3 separate regions of the Mus musculus genome follow, and regions 1 and 3 are each linked to region 2. Evidence: chromatin contacts called from public promoter capture Hi-C data. All regions are on one chromosome and are shown on one strand. The core of a region is the stretch at or near the end of the contact, and the rest is flanking DNA. Distances in the headings are between cores, read along the strand shown.

Region 1 (3,606 bases), core at 739-3,238, 2.7 Mb after region 2:
TACTTCTGAAGGAAGTCAGAACTGGAACTCAAACAGGGCAGGAACTTGGAGGCAGGAGCTGATGCAGAGGCCGTGGAGAGTGCTGTTTACTGGCTTGCTCTCTAGCTTGTTCAGCCTGCTTTGTTATAGAGCCCAGAATCTTCAGCCCAGGGATGCTCCTACCCACAATGGGCTGGGCCCTTTCCCATTGATCACTGATTAAGAAAAATATCCTTTAGGCTTGCTCACCACCTGATCTTATGGAGTCATTTTCTTTTTCTTTTCTTTTTTTTTTAAAGATTTATTTATTTTATTTATATGAGTACACTGTAACGGTCTTCAAACACACACCAGAAGAGTACATCAGATCCCAGTACAGATGGTTGTGAGCCACCATGTGGTTGCTGGGATTTGAACTCAGGACCTCTGGAAGAGCAGTCAGTGCTCTTAACCACTGAGCCATCTCACCAGCCCTGGAGTCATTTTTTTTTTTTTTTTTCCAGAGACAGGGTTTCTCTGTTGTAGCCCTGGCTGTCCTGGAACTCACTCTGTAGACCAGGATGGTCTTGAACTCAGAAATCCACCTGCCTCTACCTCCCAAGTGCTGGGATTAAAGGTGTGTGCCACCACTGCCTGGCTGGAGTCATTTTCTTAATCAAGGTTCCCTCTTTTCAGATTTCAAGGTAACATAGAACTATCCAGCATGCCTGACTTTAACATAGACTTTAAGAAAAAAATACTTAAGCATTCACCAAAATAAGTAATTGGATTCCTGATTACTGGCATACAGTTCCCTTTGCCATCGTTCTCTGGCACTCAACAGCATCGGGGGACAGTTTGCTGCACTATCAATTGATGCCTGCCGTTGAGTGACAGAGTAAGATATTTTCCAGAGTCATTTTGGGAAATATCCTGGATCGTTTTCAGAACACTGCAACAACCAAGATGCTATCTGAGCTTTATTTGACCTTAAAAAACTGTCTAGGACAGATGCGGTCCACAGCTTGTTCCCCATCTGCAGCAGCCTGCTTGCCTAGCGCTCCCTCTGTGAGTTAGCATCTTTACAGAATTTGCTGAATCTGCAATTGCACTTTGGGTCATAGATTGCTACTTAGCAACATCAAATCCCACAGCTTTATCATCATTATGTACTTAAAATTTAAAAAGAACAAAATTTGACATAAATTGATGTCCAGTTTCAAATGTCATTTTTTGGGGGACTCATCTTAGGACATGAATAAAATTCAGTATTATGAGTATCTGTGCCTCATTTTTAATACCTCATTTCATGTCCACTCCATTCCCCCAGTCCCAACCAAGACGTTTTCTCCTGGTTTTCCTTTCCTCGGCAGCTTCTTTTTTATTTTCCAAAGTATGTTTTTTGTAGCTCAGAACATAGCTCAGAGAAAAGACAACCTGAAGCCTCTTTGGGAAGAAAAACAAGATAAAAATATGAAGCCGATTCTGTGCCTGCATTGCAATGTGATTGGAATGAGTAATAGTTTCTCATTCTGTTTAGCATCTTTCTCCACCTATCAAACATGGGACTGTACCATGCCTGCCTCGGTGGGGCGATATTACGACACGACCAGATAATTCAAAAAGAACATTACAGAGGGGGGGTCTTTAAATATTGTACTCTTTGGAGTCACAGGCTGGTACGTATCAGGCAAAGACATCAATTAGGATTTATAATAAAAAATTTGTAGCTTATGAAGGCATAAAGAAACATAATCTGCCAGCTAGAAAACATTCACATAAACAAGTGGAAGGTGGGGAGACTGGGCACGGTTAATCTGTAGCAGGGGCTGCAGTGGCGGGCCGGTTCTAGAGTTTAGCCACGCCCCTTACGTCAGGCTTTCCCCCATTCCCCCACCCCCTACCCCTCACCCCCGAGAGGCCTGCCCCACCCGCGGGCCCAGTCACTGCGTCCTTTCCTGCGGGAGCGCAGAGGGACAGTTCTTGCGCCTGCGCATTGCGTCGCTGCGCGCCTCCGAGGCCGCCGCCCGCGCGTCCAGGCTCTTTGTGCGCATGCGCGCTCGCACTCCTTCTCTCCCTGCGGAGCTCGGCTGAGTCAGTCAGTCTGTCGGAGTCAGTCTTCCGAACAGGCGTCGCCGGGAACTTCGGAGAGCCAGCTGCTGGATTATTCTGTGTCCCCTCCCACTCTCCCGCCCTACGTCTCTCTTCACCCTTCTCCCGCCCTTGCTCGTACAGCCATGGCGGAGTCGTCAGCGGCCACTCAGTCCCCGTCAGTCTCCTCGTCGTCCTCCGGGGCCGAGCCGTCAGCTCTCGGCGGCGGCGGCGGGAGCCCTGGAGCCTGCCCCGCCCTGGGGGCGAAGAGCTGCGGCTCCTCGTGTGCGGGTGAGGCGCGCGTGGGGCTTGGTCCCTGGGGAGCGCGAGCTACTGGGTCTCCGGGAAGGGGCGAGCGACCTGTCTGGGCCGTGGGCGGCTTTAGTCTCTTGGCGGGCATTTGAGGAACAGGCTAAGGGGGAGGGGAGCGAAGGACCGAGGTGAGGAAATAACGGGGTGTGAAGAAAACAGGTTGGGGGCGGGGTGGTGAACTAGAGTGGGCGTTGACGCTGACCCCCTGCAAGGGAGGGCACCGCAGTGGGGTGAAAACGGAGAAAGGCTATGTGCACCCAATGGATCGAGTGCTGGAGGCCCGAGAGCCCTAGGGTGGGTCGGGGGGTGGGGGTGACTTAGAGCAGGATTAGCGAGCCTCAGGGGATTGTGACAGGTGGGACGTAGGAGAAATGAAGTCGCTAGGATTTTGAGAGGGGTAGTGGTGGAAAAGGTGGCGTTGCAGGTTTGCAGACCGGTTGACACAATCTTAAATGGATGATATAGCCTTCCAAAAAAAAATTTTTTTTTTTTTTTGTTCGCCAGAAGGATCAGGAAGTTCTGTTACTGTTTTTGGCTAAACTGAATGCCAGATTTTTTTTTTTTTTTTTTTTTTTTTCTGAGACTCTGAGGTAGATGAGGCGTGATGAGAATAGCATGGGAAGATTTGGGAGGGAGCTGCTGATAGTCCAAGATGGATCCTTGGCTGCATCTGCAACACAGCCGGCTCTTCACCGGTGGTGCATCGTGGGGGTGGGGACACGCAGTCAGTTGCTATATTCTAGAAGATAATAAATACAGTCTTGCCAAGCCATCACCATGTTTTGATTTCTTGTTTTCGATGGCCTATTCTCAATAGCAGCATAACAAAAGGGAACGATTGCTGCAGGGGAAAGAATTCAGACAAAGCCTGGGCTGCTTGAACCCCCTTCTCTCTTGTGTGTGAAAAGACTAGGAGGGACGCTGGCGGCCTCCTTTAGTTTCTTTTGTATACAAGTCTGCCTGCTGGTGGGAGCTGACTGGCAAGCTCGACTCAGATCAGAGAGATCTGCAGTGCAGATGCCTTCTTGAGGAAAAATATGCACCACTGGCAGGTGGTGGTTCTTAAGAGAACTGAGTCTTTGGCGAAAAATTCGGTTTGTCAAAGGAAGGATTTTAAGAGGTTTAGAAAATGCTTTGTTGACTCCAGCGCAGTCTTGAATTATGACACAATATTCCTGATCTTAGCATTAAATATATTCTCTCATGTTTCCTAATACTGGCCTTCCACCTGTCTGAGAGCTTTGG
Region 2 (3,125 bases), core at 473-2,972:
GCAGGTCACTCCTCATCTCCTTTCTTAGACGTTAGAGGACAACTTTCTGAGAGACGCCTTCTGCCATGCTTGAGGCAAGGTCTCTCTTGGGCTTTGGTCACTGTAACACGCATTCCAGGGTAAGCAGCCCTAAGGCTTCTGGACATTTCTCTTGTGTCCATTTTCCATCTTGCGGTGTGTGAGTTCTGGGGTTACCACATCTGGCTTTTGTTTGTTTGGTTTTGAGACGGGGTTTCTCTGGGTAGCTTTGACTGTCCTAGAACTCACTCTATAGACCAGGTTAGCCCCAAACTCACAGAGATCTGACGGCCTCTGCCTTCTGAATGCTGGGATTAAAGTCATGCACCACCATCGCCTGGCCACACCTGGATTTTAAAAAGTAATGTGGGTTCTAGGATCCAACTCAGGCTATCAGGCTTGCACACCAAACCCTTTGCCCATGAGCCATCTCCTAGCTCTACATCACATCTTAAAAGTAGGGACGTGGCAGGCTTTGTGGTAGAACATTTGCCTAGCATGCATGAAGTCTTAAGTGTGATCCCCAACACTGGGAAATAAAACAAACAACAATAACAACAAAGAATGGCAGCAGCCACTTTCAGTGAGATAAGAGCAGCTAAGAGTCAGAGGATAATGGCTCTTAGGGGTTTCTAGCTAATGATCACTATGTAAGTCATGGATCTGTCTGGGGGAAGACACCTAAAGAAAAACGCTTGCCCACAATTCCCACTGCTTTTGGATCTGTGTCCAGACTCTAAGCCGTTAATTTGTACAGGAAGCCGGAGCCTACACTAGTACAGACAGCTCAAATTCTAATGTAGGAGTACTGCTTTTCATTGCCTTAGGGGGGAGCCACGGGGATCTCCTGGCAGAAGACAATTGGGATAATTCTGGCCCTACTGAATCCTCAGTCTGAGTTAAGTAGTTATAACACTGTTTGTGTCACAGGGCTGATGCATGATTGGAGAAAGATGAATGTTGACACATCTAGTTTACTGCCCGGCACAGAGTAACTGCTCAATAGGTATTTGTTTCCTTCCTAAAGTTGCAGAGAAGACGATGAGATAATCCCTGTGAAAGGGCTATAAACGTAAAGTTCTGTACAAATGTTAACTTCCATTGTCACTTTCTTGCCAATGTTTCTAAAGTCCAGAACATAACAACTCCAGAGAAGTAGACTGAGCCCATTGTTCTAGGAGACACAGGAATTCAATTCAGTAAACAATTATGTCCCCCTTCCCCCCTAAAAGAGCCAAGGACAATCGCTGCCATTTATGGAACCTCCAAATGCAGGCCCAGTGTTGGGCAACAGGAATACAAAGACGAATAGACATCATCCCAGAACTAGATGCACGTCAGATGGTGGTCACTAGGAGGCGTGGCAGATTAAAAAAAAGAAGTCCAGGAAACGTGGCAAGAGGTGTGTACAGACTGAGAGCTCCCAGAAGACAAGACAAGTACCTATGAGAGTTACAAGTGTTTTACCAGGAAATGGTATTTATACAAGGGCCTTGCGGGATAAGTAAGATTTCAGCAAGGGAATCCTTCCAGATAGAGATAACTGATCATAAGAAAGAAAAATAAAAACGCGAAGGTTTTCAAAGTGCACCCTGTGACCTTCAGAATTATAGTCAACAACATCATAAGCACATTGTGATGGAAACCTCAGCCTGAGGAATACACGGTAAGGGGCTTGCTTTCCCGTCCCTAACTCAAACTAGAGTTTCAGCGGCGTCCCACCCACCGGGCACTCCATACTGAGGCCTCCGCGGAAGAACGCGGTGAGGACCGGGCACACAAGAGCCCTAGGTCCTGGCCACAGCACTGTCCGTTAACTCCCATCATCTCACCATTTTGCCCCGCACAGGATAAACCACCGATCCGCCACCGGAAGAACACGTCGGCAGGAGCAAGCGCACTGAGCAACAGGAAAAGGATGTGGTCCCTTGCGCGTGGCATTGTGGGACTTGTAGTCCCATGTTCTCAGGAGTAACGGGAACTAGGACTATGCGGACCTGCTGTGAGTAGCATGGAGTCGGACTGTGGGAAAGGGTGGTGTGAAGTTTAGGTTTTAATTCATTTTTTCCCCAGAAAGAACGCCCACTATGAAAGCTGCTATCGGACCTGGTGGGGCATACACTACATTTCCCAGGAGGCTGTTCGCGCCTGGCAGATCACGTGACGAGAGCGCGGGCTTTGGAAGGCGGCGAAGCTGGGAACGATACTGAAAGAACGGGCTCGGGACTGTCCAGAGAACGCTGTGGACTCCAAACCACTGCTAGCTGCTTAAGGCTCGTGCACTCGAGACGGGGTGAGGTCTCGCGGAAGCGTCTCTGAAAGCGGCAGAGCCGCGGGAACAGCACCGGGCAGCCCGGGCTTGGGCCATTCGCTCTGCTCCGAACATTCCTCTTCGCCGGTAGGAAGAAGGTAGTACCCTCCTTCCAGTGAGGACTCAGAGACCAGAGCGTGTTCATCCTAGGGCCCTTGTGAGGAGTATGGAGCGGGGAAGTTCTGTGCCTTTAATAAGGAAATGGGTTCATGTTCTGCTGACATCCAGAGACAGTGCTTTCTTGTATTTCTGACTGAGGCAGGTGTTGGAAAAGCCCCAAGGACATTTCTGGTGAAGGGAAGTCTGGAAGACTCCGTAGAACAGTGGGGCCCAGTTAATACGGTGATTAATCAGTAGGCCTCTGGGGAGTGGGGAGCAGGGGAACTAGGTGTGTTTTTATCCTGCCTGCAGCCATTTCATTTAAGGCTTTGCTATCTGGAAGGTCCTGTGGAGGCGGGACTGAGACTATCAGGACAGAACAGGTTTCCCTCTGTGTGACATGATGGGTGGTAATAGCCTGTATTCATTCTAGCAACGTAGTAAGTGAGGTGTGAACCATATGGTTGACTAGGGAACATGGCACGGCATCTGGTGATGTGTGTATTCCATCTGGGTTTTTGGTTGACCGGTTCTGCAAGGCAGAAATGGTTATTCATTCTTATTTAACAACTCAGAAGTGACTTGTGTTACACAATCTTGAAGATGTAGAGCACTTGCTAGCAGGAGTGAGGGCTCTAGCTCAGTCCCCATTGTTATACCCACACACAGAATACCAGATTCAAGGATGAGTTTTTTA
Region 3 (3,096 bases), core at 52-2,551, 2.6 Mb after region 2:
CAGCTGGAGCACAATCCCAAGAGGGTTGTCTGCAAAAACCTGAACCAAATCAACAGTCTTGTTAAAATGAAGAAGACATTTGCCCTGTTCCAATCTCAAGACATCATGGGTTAACAAAGATGCCGGGGGCTGGGATGTGGCTCAGTCGGTAGAGTGCTTGCCTACCATGCAGGAGGGCTTCACAAAACTGGGTATGGGGCCTCACACCTATAATTCCAGCACTCAAGAGGTGGGGGCAGAGAAACCAGAAGGAAGAAACTGTCCTCGCTAAATAGGAAGTTTGAGGCCAGTCTGGGCTACCTGAAGCCTTGTCTCAAAAACAAAAGCAAAACAAAAATCAGAAAGAAAAGAGAAGGGGGGATGGAGGGAAGAAATGAAGGAAAAGCCAGAGCTGAGTGTTTGCTGGCAGCAGGGATGGCCATGGGTCAGCTGACAAGACAAAAATAAGCAGAATCAACTTCAGACATTCGACCCAGGAACCTGCCCAGGGTCCGGGTTTGGTAAGAAGACCCAGCCCCCAACTTCCCCCCCTCTACTGCTTTCTATTGAGCATGTTTCAAGCAGGGTGGCAGCCAACTGCTGAGGCTCAACAGGTGGCAGCTGACCCACAGCTCATACCTGATCCCCCAAGGGTTCAAATGTAGCTTCCTCACTACAAAGCTCCTCTCTTCAAAACAGCGAGTCAGACCCGGAGAAAACAAGAGTCACCATTAAAACACTACACCCATCCCTGGCCCACCCTTGGCTTCTCACGCTGTACTTACTATGGGTGCTAGCATTTTCCAGGATGTGTGAGCTTCAATTTCAGCTTAGCAGCAGCGTGGATGCCTAAGACACAGAGGGGAGCAAAGCTCATTAAGTCTCTAGCAAGTCTCCAGGAGCAGGGTAGCTTTTAGCAGAGCCCTCCAGAAACTTCCACCAAACTTCTCCAACTTTCTCGCTCTCCTCCGCTCTGACCTGAGCTTGCCCTTGAATAGACAAATCCCTCTCTGTAGGGCAGAAGCGGCTCACGGGATCCTTGGTCACCAGCAGGGTTCCTGGCCAGGCAGGCATTCGTGCGCCCCTGGCTCCTTTTCTCCGCGTACGGCGGATGGCAGACAGGTGGCAGCTCTCGCCTGGCTTGTTTACGCAGCCGAAACACTCTCCGCCTCCCAGACAGCCCTCGGGGACCCGCAGAGGCACCCGGGCTTCTCACCTTTGCTTGGGTCCCAGAAAAAAACTCTCCAACCTCCTCGCGCCCCAAGTAGGCAAGTGGAGGCCAGCGCAATGGGGACTGGTTTAATGGCCGCAGAGTCCAGGCTGAGCCAGATCACCCCGCCCCTCCTCCTGTAACTGGCTAATGAGAGCGTCGCCAAGGGCATGCCACTACTCAGTAGTCACTTAGATGCCTCCCTCCCGCTGCGTTCCCGCCTCTCTGCTCCTCTGCCCCAGATTCCCCAGCCCTTGACAGCCTATACACACTCCTCATGGAAGAACATGTTATGTCGAATTACATTTAATCTTTGTACATGAATCATACCAAAAGGCTATTTTTTAAGAGTAATACATGCCTGAAATCCTAGCATTTGACAAGCTGAAGCAGGAGGATTGCCATAAGTTTAAAGTTAGCCTGAGCTACTGTTTGAGATCTTCTCTCCAAAATAATAATAATAAATAATGATGATGATGATGATAATAATAGCCAGATGTAGTTGTTTATGCCTTTGTTTCCTGCACTCAGGAGGCAGAGGCAGGCCCATCTCTGTGAGGCTAGCTCCACATAGTGAGTTCCAAGGGTGCCAGAGCTATGCAAAGAGACCTTGCCTCAAAAATCCAAAATATAATAATAAAAATAAAAATAATGACAACAACAGTAATGTGGGGTTGAGGAGCTGGCTCAGGGGTTGAGAGCACTTGCTGCTCTTGCAAAGGGCCCCGGATGGTTCCCAGGATCCACATGGTGGCTCACAACCATGATTAACTCAGTTCCAGGGGATCCAATACCTTCTTTTGACATTGTTACTCATGAGGTACAGACCTGGTACATGTGCACACATACTGACAAAACACACATAGAGAAGACAGCTTGCACAGGGGTTTCAGCCAATAGAAAGTCTTTATTAGCCTGGCTGTCAACTACAGTGGGTGTTCAGTGTAGCACTTAGCTTTTCTCAGAGTGAGCTTTTAAACACAAAAACCATGTTCTGGGTTGGCATTCTTCAGTTAACAAGAACAGTTAGCCAAAAGCAGGCTCACAGAAGCCAAAAATAAGATTAGTACACCTGGCCTCTGTTTTAGCTTTGGCAGGTGGTGCTGTCTGCCTGAATGATACTTCCATCATGGAGTCAGTTGTGCTAAAGTCTTGGGGCCCACTAAGTCTGAAGCTCTGTTACACTCATAAAATAAATCTCAAAACATTTTTGTAATTGAAGGAGTTAAAAAAATACACTCCCTGGCATTTTGATTGAGGAACATGAAATATGTAATTTCTTTTGATTTCCTTTTCAATATTCAGAGATTACTTTATTCGTGTTTGAAATCAAATCCATGAACATAAAAGGTTAGATGTTTAAAACAGTATATTACCATTGCACAAATGAAAAAAGAAAAAGAAGCATTCTGGACAAACATGGCTACTGTTCATTTCTGTACAGTGTTCTTTTCTCTTTCTTAAAAGCAGAAGATGAGGCTCTGCATGGTGGCACATGCCTTTAAACCCAGCACTCAGGAGTTAGAGGTAGGAAGATCTCTGTGACTTCAAGGCCAGCTGGGGCTACACAGTAAGATCCTGTCTCAAAAGCAAAACAAACAAATAAATCAGGAATCGAAATTCCCAAATGATGGCTTCTCTCACTAAAACAGAAAGAAACCATCACCCAGAGGCCCTGGACTCTACTCCCAGCACCACTCCAAAAGGATAGCAATAACTCGCCTTTTCCGATTTCTCACTTAACGTAAACACTTCTGCAAAGTTTAACTATTCTTTTTCCTCCCTAGCTGCTTCTTGGGGTCCTTGTCCCCTCCTCTTCCTCACACTCCATAGTTCTTTCTGATCCTGGAGTGACTCTTGGGACCTCATGGACACTAGCAATTGAAATTGGGCCACAAATCCATAAG

Evidence for each region. Capture Hi-C pulls out chosen DNA fragments and counts their contacts.
Region 1: a promoter capture Hi-C map of adipose tissue shows a contact between it and region 2, with 3 times the contacts expected there. A contact is called at or near these places in 2 of 39 promoter capture datasets (cranial neural crest and hippocampal neurons), 1 of 484 Hi-C or Micro-C datasets (CD4 T cells), 2 of 130 datasets of targeted methods (astrocytes and large pre-B cells) and 2 of 9 other capture datasets (adipose tissue and liver).
Region 3: a contact with region 2 is called in a promoter capture Hi-C map of liver, with 2.3 times the contacts expected there. A contact is called at or near these places in 1 of 39 promoter capture datasets (hippocampal neurons) and 2 of 9 other capture datasets (adipose tissue and liver).

The regions. Positions count from the first base shown.
Region 1 is chr19:7,481,673-7,485,278 of GRCm38.p6, reverse strand. Rtn3 (reticulon 3) reads left to right here and starts at 1,988. Exons shown (of 9, transcript NM_001003934.2): 1 at 1,988-2,340. The coding sequence starts at 2,196.
Region 2 is chr19:10,202,990-10,206,114 of GRCm38.p6, reverse strand. Fen1 (flap structure specific endonuclease 1) reads left to right here and starts at 1,722. Exons shown (of 3, transcript NM_007999.6): 1 at 1,722-2,020; 2 at 2,096-2,427. Tmem258 (transmembrane protein 258) reads right to left here and starts at 1,913. Exons shown (of 4, transcript NM_026919.1): 1 at 1,851-1,913. The coding sequence starts at 1,853.
Region 3 is chr19:7,555,664-7,558,759 of GRCm38.p6, reverse strand. Plaat3 (phospholipase A and acyltransferase 3) reads right to left here and starts at 1,301. Exons shown (of 5, transcript NM_139269.2): 1 at 1,196-1,301; 2 at 765-828. The coding sequence starts at 779.